2 separate regions of the Mus musculus genome follow, and region 2 is linked to region 1. A link is a contact called in public HiChIP or PLAC-seq data. All regions are on one chromosome and are shown on one strand. The core of a region is the stretch at or near the end of the contact, and the rest is flanking DNA. Distances in the headings are between cores, read along the strand shown.

What was found. HiChIP or PLAC-seq counts read pairs in DNA pulled down with a chosen protein or histone mark.
Region 2: a contact with region 1 is called in an H3K4me3 HiChIP or PLAC-seq map of neural tube, with 2.6 times the contacts expected there. The contact joins the promoter of Spsb4 here to the enhancer-like site in region 1. A contact is called at or near these places in 1 of 39 promoter capture datasets (neural stem cells), 24 of 484 Hi-C or Micro-C datasets (the AtT-20 cell line, the N1E-115 cell line, Sertoli cells and 15 more), 18 of 115 datasets of contacts at active chromatin or transcription factors (astrocytes, craniofacial prominence, differentiating embryonic stem cells and 12 more) and 3 of 9 other capture datasets (adipose tissue, liver and pancreatic islet).

The regions. Positions count from the first base shown.
Region 1 is chr9:96,979,296-96,985,128 of GRCm38.p6, forward strand. The region is part of intron 2 of Spsb4 (splA/ryanodine receptor domain and SOCS box containing 4); the gene reads right to left. Among named protein-coding and RNA genes, the nearest start is that of Gm16010, 32 kb to the right of the region's middle. Within about 2 kb of position 3,251, at least 43 of the 459 cell types and tissues checked have an H3K27ac peak or open chromatin away from gene starts, as enhancers often do. A contact at or near this core is called in the N1E-115 cell line, craniofacial prominence, liver and 1 more, where this site is marked.
Region 2 is chr9:97,015,307-97,021,139 of GRCm38.p6, forward strand. It overlaps Spsb4 (splA/ryanodine receptor domain and SOCS box containing 4), which reads right to left and starts at 3,049. Exons shown (of 3, transcript NM_145134.3): 1 at 2,888-3,049. Gm16010 (a long non-coding RNA gene) reads left to right here. Exons shown (of 3, transcript XR_871043.3): 1 at 1-1,035; 2 at 1,321-2,460; 3 at 2,687-5,833.

The DNA.
Region 1 (5,833 bases), core at 2,001-4,500:
TTGTGTTGCTAATTTCTTATGGTGACTATGTTATAAATTAAATTCTGTCATGAGCTTGTCGGCCTGGGAAGGAACACAGAACACCCAGGGCCTGGTGTGGTCTGCAAATGTACGGATTCATCAATCTGGGGATGCAGCACCCCGTAAATGAGGGGGCTCCTAGATGGCCCAGTGGGCAGGATTTTCCATGATGTATGCTTTTGTGGTGCCTGTCACTCTGGGCTCTTTTGTGTCCCCTAATGACCGGGTGACAGCTTTCCTGGAAGCCAGTGCTAATAACAGGTCGTATCAGTGTGAAAGCCCCCTGACCTTCATCCATTTCCAAGAGAGGCCTCCGGGAGGGTTCTGGGTCCAGAGGGCCTGCGAGGTGGGGCACCACTGGCCACTCCCGCCGCCCAGCAGAAAGCAGATTCAGCACCCGGCCCCACCCTCTGCTGTAGCTCTGGCTCTTTGTCAGCAGACAGCACAGCTTTAAATCTCAGCTCTGGGGTCACTTCCATTTTCCTGCTCACTGGGCAGAACCAAACTTTTGCTTCTAAAGAAAAACCCATCATTCAGGGTTGTAAGTACAAAAGTGTCCTGTCCCACACCAGCCACCGACACGGCCAGAACCATCGCCCCAGTCAGTCTAAGCAGGTGCTAGAGACTGCCTTGCCTCCAGACTTCTCTTACGTGAAAGAAATGCAAACATCCCGTTTTTGTTTAAACCTAGGTATTAGTGGTTTGGATCACCAGCAACCAGACTCAGTAACCACCGGCACCCTTCAAAACTCCCACCGTAGGACATGTTTCCTGACTAGCTGATCCTGAACCCCACCAGGCTGCCTCCCCTGTGCCTGCGCCACCCCTACCCTCACCCCCTGAGCTGTTCCCGCTGTCAGAATGCCGCATCTCCTTAGCAAATACCAGCTTGTCCACCCAGGCCAGCTCCTGCAGTTAAGTAGTCAGCCCTGTTATGCCCACACTGGGGGTGGGGGTGGGGGGTGAGGTAAGAGGACTGCTCAGAGTTCTACAGTAGCCTGGACAGCCTGGGATATAAGTTTCGATCCTGTCACAAAACAAAACAAGATCCAGCCAGTCTGGGGAAAGCTGCCCTGGAGACAAAAGCTGTGGTACATCTTCAGAGTTCCCATATGCTCTGGGTCTTCAGGTACCCCAGCCCCGTTCCTATGGTTATCCAATGTAGAGCTTTCTATGGGAGTCCTAGTAACAAGCACACTGCCCTGCCCTCTCCTGAACCCTGGCAGAAAGTAGAAAGTAAATGTTTATAGAAAGAATGAAGCCTAAATGAAGACACACAAAGGGACCAGGAGAGTGTGTGGCCAAGGAGGGCTTCCAGAAAGAGGAGGGTGGCCTGAACATGGGCTGTGCCCATTTGGGCAATGAGCCAGGCTGCTAACTATGGCCTCGAAAGCACACATTGCAGACCCTCAGGAGATCTTTGTGTGACTTAATGAAGCATAGCCACAATGCCTTGGAGAACCTAAGAGTGGTCACAGCCCCCAGCTACAATCAGTGATTGACAGGGCAGCTGCCTGCAAAAGCCCCAAGCCCAGGGCAAGGAGGGGGCAGGGATGATGGCGAGCACTGGGGGCTGCTGAACACAGCTTAAAGGATTGCCATCTGGGGTAGGTCAAAGGTCTCCAGGGACTGTTTTGATTTATAGGCTGGGGCAGCCACCTAGGCGGCATGAGGGGCATGTGGAGAGAGCCTGTAAAGGGGAGGGGGAGGGGGAGAGAAGGGGCTATGGGGGTGGGGTGGGAGGCATAAGCTTGGGGCTGAACAACCACCTGCATCTGAGCCCAGCTTTTAGATGTTCTCAATACAGAACGTCGTAAAAGAAAGCGTGGGATTGAAAACGCAGAGAGGCATTGACTATGTGTCTGCTGTCTACCTGGGTGGGTACTGGTGTTCCCATGGGGGAGAAGCAAGCTACATGGGTTCTAGGTGGTGACACTTGGTCTTTGCCTCAGAACGGCTCAGCTTCCCCGCCATAATTATTATACTTGACAGATGATATCCTGTGGCTGAGTTCTACAGCTTACGATAGCAGAGCTGTATGCCTGGCCCAGACTTCCTACCCAGCTGTAGACCTTCCCTAAGCCCTGGCACTCGTCGGAAAGGGACACTGGCTACAGCCTAGTCCCACAAGGAGACTGTCAGCCCCCTTCTGTCAACTGCAAATGTGTTCCAGCAGCCAGACAGTATGGACTGGGTCATGAAAGAGAATTTTAAACATTATGGTATCATCTCAGAGCCTCGAGGGAGGATGGTTTTGAACAGATGGAGAAAAGGGGTGACATCCAGGCAGGGAGTAGAGAAACAGCAAGCGTGGAGGTCAGGTCTGGGAGGTCAAGCTCTCACGATGGAAGAAAGAGCTAGTGAAGTTGTTCTGGTGAGGCAGACCACTCAGCGCACCCATCTCCCAGGTCTTCTTGGAGGAAGAGGTTAAGCAATGGCCTCAGCCCCTAGCTACAGCCTTCTCCGGGCAAGAGGAGCTAAAGGCTCTAGCCTTTAGCATGTACCGTGCTGGACATGTCTAGGAACCATGAGGACTGTCCCAAGGCTTCTGGGATGGTAGAGTAGGAAGCATGGAAATAGCAGAGGTCTTCATGGACCTCTAAGCCAGCCTCGGGAGATCATGTGCCTTTCAAGCACTCTGGAGATGCAAAATAATCCAAACAATTCATTGTCCAGAAAGGTCCAGAGTCCCAAGCCCAGCTCCGTACACACAGGTTGCTAAACCCAGCTTAAAAGCCAAATCTGGAAAAGCCCCAATTACCGTTCTGAGGCCAAAGCCGGGACGGATACTGTGGAAGACACTGGGTGAGGAAGACTCATGGCCCAAAGGTAGGGTCAGATAGGCCAGAACCCAAATGTCAGTTCTGATCAAATAGGAACTAACATCTCACAGCCTGTGTGACTGACTGGTGACTCTAATTTACCTATGCCATAAGTTTCCCTGGCAAGAGTTAAACCCTCTCTGTTTTGCCTGTCTATGGCAGGGACTTCAAGAAAACCAGCTTTAGACCTGAGCAATAAACTCAGACCAGGGTTGAGGTGTAGCCCAGCACTTCAACAAATCAAGAAGAAAGGCTGCCTTCAGCAAGGCCTGTCTCAGCCTTGGGAGGGCAACAGTGAAACCTGATTCCAGACTGCTTTTCACCAAGACATCCCAGGGGGAAACGCTGTCAAGGCCCAGCTCTGGCCTCTGCCCTCTGACCTGGATTTGTTTATACATGGAAGGGTTGGGGGGAGGATCAGAGCTGAGGTGAGCCAGGGGTTCAGAGAATGACATCCAGACCCAGCCAGATGCTCAGATGTGTCGCAGACAAGGCAAGTGTTCAGCAAGTCTCAAGCATGAATCTGAGGCTGAAAGGCCACAGGGTCAGAGGGAAAGAAGAAAGGCGATATTCACCTCCCTGAGTGGCAGCCAGCAGTGCCATCTGTCATAGAGGGACTGCATGGACTGTGAGAGGCTGTTGGGTGTTCAGGGCTGTGGGGGACAAAGGAGGAATGTACTGTCTCCTTCTCCAAATACTCTTTGGCCCTATTGAGAAGTCAGGATAGACACCCTAAAGTCACAGAGGAGTGTGTATCTGCATGTGCGCGTGTGCCCGCACTCATACGCATGAATGTATGATCACAGAATGAAGTATGATGCTGTGTGGGTGGCCTACCCATGTACGCAGGACTCTTGAGTCTTATTTTACTTCATCCCCAGCACCCATCGTGCCTCTTCTTCACATCTCACCTACCAAGAGGCTCAGTGGGCTTATGGATTTGAGCAAATTACAGAGTGAGGTGCTGACAAAAGGCCTGGCTTCTGGGTAGTGGCAGACATTGCAGCTGGGGCCTCACTGCCCTGGCCACCTTGGAATTCCTGGCATTCCTCCTCCCCAAATAGTATGCTCTCTAAGGTTTCCTGTCCCTCCCACCCTCCCTGACTGGCTCCCAAGGCCTGAAAGAACTCACGAGTACACCTGAAGTCCACACTGCCTAGTAGTCCCAAGGAAAACCATATCCTTGCTCTGTCCATGAGCCCCCATAGTTGTCCCCAGAGTCTTGAAAGTCTCAATTCCTGAGTGGTGAGAATAGCCCTGTTCTCCACTCTCTAAAATGGTAGCTACTATCTATGCATGCTAGAGGGCATCTGAATGTGGGCAGGCCAGGCCAGGAACAGAAGACCTGCTTTATTTCACTGTAGAAGTCACCTGTAGCCACCTTGTCACAGCATGGGCGTGAAAACTATTTATTAAACAAGTCAGACGGTGCAGACAATCAACAGCAGAGATAACAGAATGGTAGAGACCCTTGAGATTTTCTTATCCAAACTTCTTTCCCGGGTGGGGAAACCAACACACACACAGAGACCATTTGCCCTATCTGAAACCAGCTGTCCAGTCTCTTGGATCCCAATCCCGGATGGTTCCCCAGGGCCTCTCTCACTTCTCCTCTTCACATCTAGCACAGACTCAGGGGATGTCAAGTTACTTCAACTCAAGAGTGCATTTTAACTTCCTTTCACACATCTGAACAATCCATTTTGGCTCAGTATTCAGCAGTCAAGGAGGGTTGCCTGTGTCAGCCAAACAGGAAATAGAGGCTCTCAATCCACCATACCACTCTGGGGAGTCTGAGGTGAAAGAGACTCAGACTGTCCGTGGGGCTCTCTCATCTTGGGAGACACAAGGTATAGGTAGAACATACCTGATGGAGCCTTGAACTGGCACCGCCTCCCCCAGAACTCTCCAAGGATAGAAAGGATTAGAAGCACTGTAGACCTAGTTGGCATATGCCCTGCATCACCTGCCCGCTGCTCCAGACGGGAGGAACTGAAATGCAAACACCTAGCCAGGGATCAGCTGGCCGAGGCTCATCCTGGGGATCCTCACTGCACAGAGGCGTCTGTGGGCCGGACCTCCTAGATGGTTCCGAGCAAACCTAATGAACTCTGTTCAAACCAAAGTGAACCCTGAATCTGGCTCGGAGCAGAAGCGAGATGAAAGACCAATCAGCAGAGTTCCAGCTCCACTCTGTGGCTCACTATAACCCTGACAGGTCTCTCAGCCACTGATTTCTCATCCAACTTGTGGGTAGAAGAGAAAATAATAAGGACTTTGACCAAGGTGCCTCTTCAACAGCTTTACCACAAGCCATTCTGTAGAATCAGGAGGCAAGTGCCGGCAGAAGAGAGAAGGGTGGCCCTGCTTTCAAATAAAGTTTGGAATACCTTTTCTTCCAACAGTGGACTGGTAGGAGCCGGACAGGCAATGCTGACCCTGAGTCTCATGGTACCCTCTTCCCAGGGTGCCCAGTGCTGTTGGCAAGAGGCTCATCCCTACCAAGCTACTCTCCCTACAACCTTCATTGGCCCACGGGTGTCATCGTCTAGGTTCCTCTCGGTCCCTCTCCCAAAGGAGTTCCCAGAGAACAGTTGCCAATCGCCCCTTCTTGATCTATTTTCCACATATATCAATATCCACATTGATCATAAACAGGCATTTATTTAAGCGCTGTTCCGTTTCTTGCTCAAACTGTCATCGAGTGGTCCCAGTGATGAACATACAACAGATAGTGGAGAAAAGAGTTATGTAGTAGTTCGCTGATAAAAATGACAGGAACAAAACCCGTCCTAATCCCGAGGGCAGGCTGGACAGCAGTGGAAACCAGGTCTCCAGAGCTCTCACTACAGCAGCCTGGCTCTGGCTTGTGTCAGGACAAACACCAGCACTGACTACTGGGTTGCAATGACTGCCCAGATCATGTCTTTGCACACACAGCAAGTAAGCAGCCAGGGGGCAGGGGGCACAATTACTGTACATTTAGAATT
Region 2 (5,833 bases), core at 1,799-4,298, 36 kb after region 1:
TTGGACTGAATAATTTGTGTTTTTACCATCAAGGTTTTTGTTTTTGTTTTGTTTTTTCACAATTGAAGTATACATTTGAAACGTGGATTAAGTTCCAAATTCAATGTGCAAAGCAAGATTCCCATGCAATCAACACTCCACAAAGTTTATGACAGCTCAGCTGGGGTCTTTCCCAAAGGATAGGCCTAACTGATGCTTTCTGCAACTTCAGAACCGATGCCTGTTTCTGAGCAGCAGCAGGAAAGAAAGGCAGCCCCCCACATGGAGGGACCATGTTTTATTCAAATGTGCTGCTAGATTCTTAATTTTTTATTATTGATCTTTTTGCCAAGTATGAGTGATCATGTTCACACAAGTTAAGTGCAGACATTAAGTACTTTTTTTTTTTTGAAAAAAAAAAAAATGATTACCAGGAAAGACTTCTAATGGACCTAGCTAGGTCCCTCTAACCTCCTGATTTTCCACATCCAGTTTCTTGTTCTATCTAGGGAGCTCCTGGAGATCTTTTGTTACCGTGCCAACAGAGGAGGGCCCTTTCAGGAGCACCGATGTGTGGCGGCGAGCCAGCTGAGCCAGCCGGCTTAGAAAAAAATTAACTGGAGCATGGGGGTGTTGACTGGGTCTTTCTCTCAAAGGGCAAAGACCTTGCCTCAGGCCTGAGCCTTAGCCACATCCTGGGACATGCTTCCATGACAAGGTTCCGATCCTGTGACCAACTTGGGGTAGGAATGGAAGTCAGGAAAGGAATAAGCCCTGGAGTGTTGGAGCAAAACCAAGATCTTAGGCCAGGGTTTCAGGGGTGGGGAAGGGGGAAGTGACAGAAAAGAAGGTGGGGTCAGTGAAAGCCAGGCCTAGAGGGCAGGCCCAGTCTTCACTCCTAGTAGTCTCGAGGAAGTTCTAGCTTTAGAAAGGAATTTGGACTATTTACATTTTTGAGGATAAATCCTTCTTGCTAGTGAATGGCCATTACTATTTGCCAATCTGATATCTGAAAAACTGAATCTTCTGGCTTTAGCACACGTTTTTCTTATTGAGGTAAGGCGCATATGTGTTATTTCTGTTTCACTCTCTCTGGGTAAATTGTCTGTAGTCTTTGTCCTTTGGGGCTCTTCCTTGTCTTGATTCTTTATACATTTTAAGCTGAGGCTAGAGCTTAGGGGTGGAGTGCTTATCTTGTATGCACAGAGCCCTAGGTTCCACTCCCAGCACACAGACACCCCAAATCGGTTCCCAATTGGAAGCTACGAAGCCACTGCAGTAAGTAGCATTTCTTTCCCAGCTCTGCCGTGACTTTTGACTTCTTCTGGTTTTTCCTTGCAGATTTTATTTCTATGTCACTGAATATCCTTAAAGTCGAAGAGAAATGAAAACTGAAGAGATATTTGCATGGCATAGCTGGTGAATCTAATTTTGTTCGCAGCTTGCCAGAAGTGGCTTAAATTCTTTTTACCGTCCTTGCTGTGGAAATCTGAAACATGGATTCAGGGTGTGTGTCTCAAAAACTGTGGCCGTCTGTAAAGGATGTCTATACCACACTTTTGACATTTTGTTGTTCTGCATAGAGGGTTTATCGGGCAGCCCAAAACCAATTGGGAGAGCGAGTGGAGCAGCGAGGTTGAAAGATCCTCCATCACCCTGAGCAATAGAAACTGCAGGCTTTAGTTGAAAGACAGAGGTGCCAAAGTGAGGAAACAGACAGGAAGCCTCAGGGGTTAGTCGCTTTCCACAGGGCACAGTGGGAAGTGAACTTTCCCCTTATCTCTTCTAAATCTAGATAGGCTCAACAACTGTTAGGGGCAGATGAATGGAAGGATAAGAGATGTTCACACCAATTCCTGGAGTAGGGAGGGAGAGGAACCAGGAGAAGGGGAAGAAAGGGGGAGGGGAGGAGGGCGAGGGGAAGCACAGAGCAGCGGACCTTAGAAGAATCGCTCAAGGTCACACCGCGGGATGGAGCTGAAAGCCGAATTCAAATCCAAGCCCGGGACTGCAGGACTGAAAGTTCTAGATAGAGCCACACAAACGTGCTCTCTTCTCTCTTCTTGACTCAGCAGCTCTCGCTTGGCCACGGGGCGGTGGGAATCACACTTCCTGGGCCTTTCTAGCCGGGAGTTTGGGGTCCCTTGTTTTTCCTGGACTTATTTGCCGCACTCCGGGCTTTGGCTTCCTCCTCCCTGCTTCCCAGAGCAGAATCCGGAGCCACCTATTCTCTCCAAGTTTGTCTCGCAGCCAGGCTGGGAACCGTGCGCGAGCGACTCCCGGACCCGGCAATCAGTCTTCCCTGCCCCAGCGTCGGAGACGAACAATCACCACCAGCGGCTGCTGAGTGCTAGACGCTTTACTCCCACAGCTCCAAAAGCCACAGACGAGCAGACCCCCAGAAATTAGTCCTCGCCACTCAGATGAGGCAGCTCTGCGAAATTGGATGATGTGCTTGGACTCACAAGGCTAATAACGCTAGTTAGTATCTAAGTGCTTTCTGAATGCCAGACGCGGGTCTCCGCACCACCCCAGCAGTTCCTCCAACACTCTAGTAAAAAAGGGCACACTATCACCCCCATCTTATGGATGAGGAAACCGTGGTTGTGGCACCTGGCCCAAGGTCACCCCAGAGAGTGACGGATATACGACCGGAACATAGTCGGTTGAGTCTGGGTTCAATTTGTGTGTGTTGTCTCCACTACAGGGAGAGCAGCGGTTTCAAACCTACAGTACCAGAGGCTGACCTCAACGCAACGCCCGAGGCTGGGCGCAAACCAACCAGTTCGGAATGCCATAATTCACAGAGACATTCCCACGGACCGGAACCAGAGAGTCCCCCAAGAGCACCGAGTGTGACCGGTACTGGCGGACGATCACCCCTTAGCAGGAGCTGGAGAACACTTACCATAAAAGAGAGGGCGAGCGCCTGCCTGGGAGGAATCCCCAGCGCTGGCAGGTCCGGGACTCCCGGGAGAGAGGTCTGCTGCCACTGCCGCCCACGCAGGGGCGCCCGAGCGACCCCGCGGATGCTGGCTGCTGCTTCTCAACCAGCGGCGCGTCCTCTCGACTTGTATCCGGCGGCAGCGCCCTCTCGCTCCGCAGGGTGCCCTGGAGTTAGGGACGTTCTTGGAGAAGTTGACGCTCGGGAGAGGCCGCCGAGGTCCGGTCCCGAGTAGTGAAGTGCCCCACTGCGCTGATCTCAGCGAGATGCGGAAGCCCTTGCCCTGATGGCCCTAAAGCTTGGCGCCTGACCTGGAGAGCGACGAGTCCCGCGCTCAGGGCACACGGGCCGCACCTCGGCCGCCCGTCCCCGGAGCACCGGGTTTCTTCCCTAGAGCACTGAGCACACGCCGCGAGGGCTGCAGTGGTGGCCAGGGCCCGGGCAGCTGTGCGCTCATTGCCTTCCCCAGGGGCTGAGCGCCTTTGTGCGCCGGGCGCGCCGACCGCCAGGGCCAGCTCTGGATGCTGCAGCCGCCGCCTCCCCCTCCTCCTCCACGGCCGCTCGCTCCCCGCCTTCCCGGCCGGCCCGGAGGCTGCAGCTGAAAGCCGATCCGGCTGAGCTCATCCCTGAAGGCCACTAATCCAATAGCCGCGGAAGGCGCGGCCGCCGGGAACGCCCCTTCCCCCACCATCCCGCGCCCCGGCCGTCCCAGCTCGGGCCGCTGCCGGCTCTGCCACCTTCTGGAGGCCACCAGCTGGCGGGAAAGGGAAGTGGAACCCTCGCCCGCGCCCCTGGGCCGAAGTGGCGCGGACGCCATTCACTCATCTGCGGACTGGCTAGCCTAGACACTCGCTCACACACGCGCTCATTCATGCGCATGGGTCCTCCCCCATTCATTCAAGCGTGCCTAGAGAGCCACGGTGGGTGTCCCTAGGGGCGGGGATGAAGAGAGGAGACATCACGGTCGCCAGATAGCTTTGGAGCCTGTATTGAAGGCCTGCGGGAAACAACGACTGGGAAAGAGAATGCTTTAATATACCCCCTTGCCTTAGGCACACACATGTCCACACTTTATTTCTGAGGCCAGACTCCAACTCATCTTTCAGAATCCAATTTCACGCAGCACCTGCTCCATGGTGCTTTTCCCCTGACCACCTGAGGCCCGAGAGAAGGATCATCGATCAGAGGGCTACCGAGAGCGCTGAAGGATGGCGGCTCCCTCGGTAACCAGAGCGCAGAGATAAGAGGGCGTGGCCAGAGCGAGGGATGCTCTGTACCTCCAAGTTGGCTTCCTTCCAGGCCAGGGCATCCTGCTTTCCATGCCAGAGTTGACATTAGGTCCATTCCATAGTCTTAACTGACCTCACCCCTCAGAAAGTGTCCTTTTTTTTCCCCCCATGTACACAGAAGATAAGCACCTGTAATTCAGCCCTGTGAGGGAAATGTGTTGACCAAGGCTCCAGGGTACCTCTCCCAGACTGGGGAGGGCAATTTGAGAATGTTTCCTTGTGGAAGTGTCTGCATGAATGAGCTGCTAGATGCAGAGACATCATAGTCTCATGGTAGGTACCTGTAACAGCCTGTGGTATGACTGGAGCCAAAACAGGAGGTAAGATGAAACGAGAGTAGGTACTTAGGGTCTTGGAGAGCATCCAAAGGGCTTGGCTTTTCCCCAAGATCAGTTTGGCAGGCCTCTTGACCTTCACAGATTTGCTGTCCAGAAAGATAATCCAGTGGCAGGATGGATAGATGGATGAATAGCACTGGCCAGCTTGGAAGCTGCTTCAGAGATCCAGGCAGTCAATGATGCTTTGTCGATTAGGACAGCTCAGTGGTGTGGCAGAGGGGTATTCTGAGCAAGTATTTGTGGCGCTCTTGGTTTTATTTGGGCTGCTTCATCTATATCTGCATGTCTGTCTCTCCGTACCTGTGTGTCTCTGCTCTTGGGACTGCACAGAAGAGCTGCTGAAGGGAATGTGACCCATGCACACATTTCCTTGTCCCCCCGAGTCCCCTCCCTCCCCAGGACATTTCTGGAGTACGTGCTCTGACCACGGCTGTGGTGCTAACAGAGCTGGACATCGTGAAATGAGAACCGAGGAAAACTCAGCAAACAGGAACTTAAGCAAGACTTTTCAAGGACTGGAGAGATGACTCAGACGGTTAAACCAGGCAGTGGGTGGTGCACGCCTTTAACCCCAGCATTCACTAGGCAGAGGCAGTCAGATCTTTTAGTTCAAGGCCAGCCTAGTCTACAGAATGAGTTCCAGGACAGCTATGGCTACCTAGAGAAACCCTGTGTCAAACAAACAAACAAACAAACAAACAAACAAACAAACAAAGTACTTGCTGCTCTTGCAGAGGACCAGGGTTCAGTTCCCAGCACTCACATGGTGGGTCACAGCTGTCCAGAATATCAGTTCCAGGGCATCAGATGCCTTCCTCTGACTTCCATCAGCACCAGGCATGTAAATAACACACATACATTCACACAGGCAAAGTACTCATACACTTAAAATAAACCCTGAAAAAAAAATACCATCCCCGGCTGATGGTTTTTCTACCTGGACCCCAATACAACTGCCAACACTCATTTCTTCCTTCTTTCTGGAAGACTTCACAATAGCTCTAGAACAAGGTGAGGAAGGGTCAAGGGTCACATTTTGAGAAACTGCTCCCCCAAATACATACCTGTGTGCCAGATAAGTTCTCTACACAAGCCTTTGTGACTTGCCTTGGGTATCAAGAAATGGGCACAATGGCACCCCCAAATATCACTAAAGTTCCCCCAAATCTTCCACCCCCTGAATAGCATAGGTATGGTGTGTCCCCAAGTTTGAAATGTGAACAAGTATCTGTTCATTCCACATAGGGTATCTATGGTGGAAATAATTCCACCCAAGCCTATTT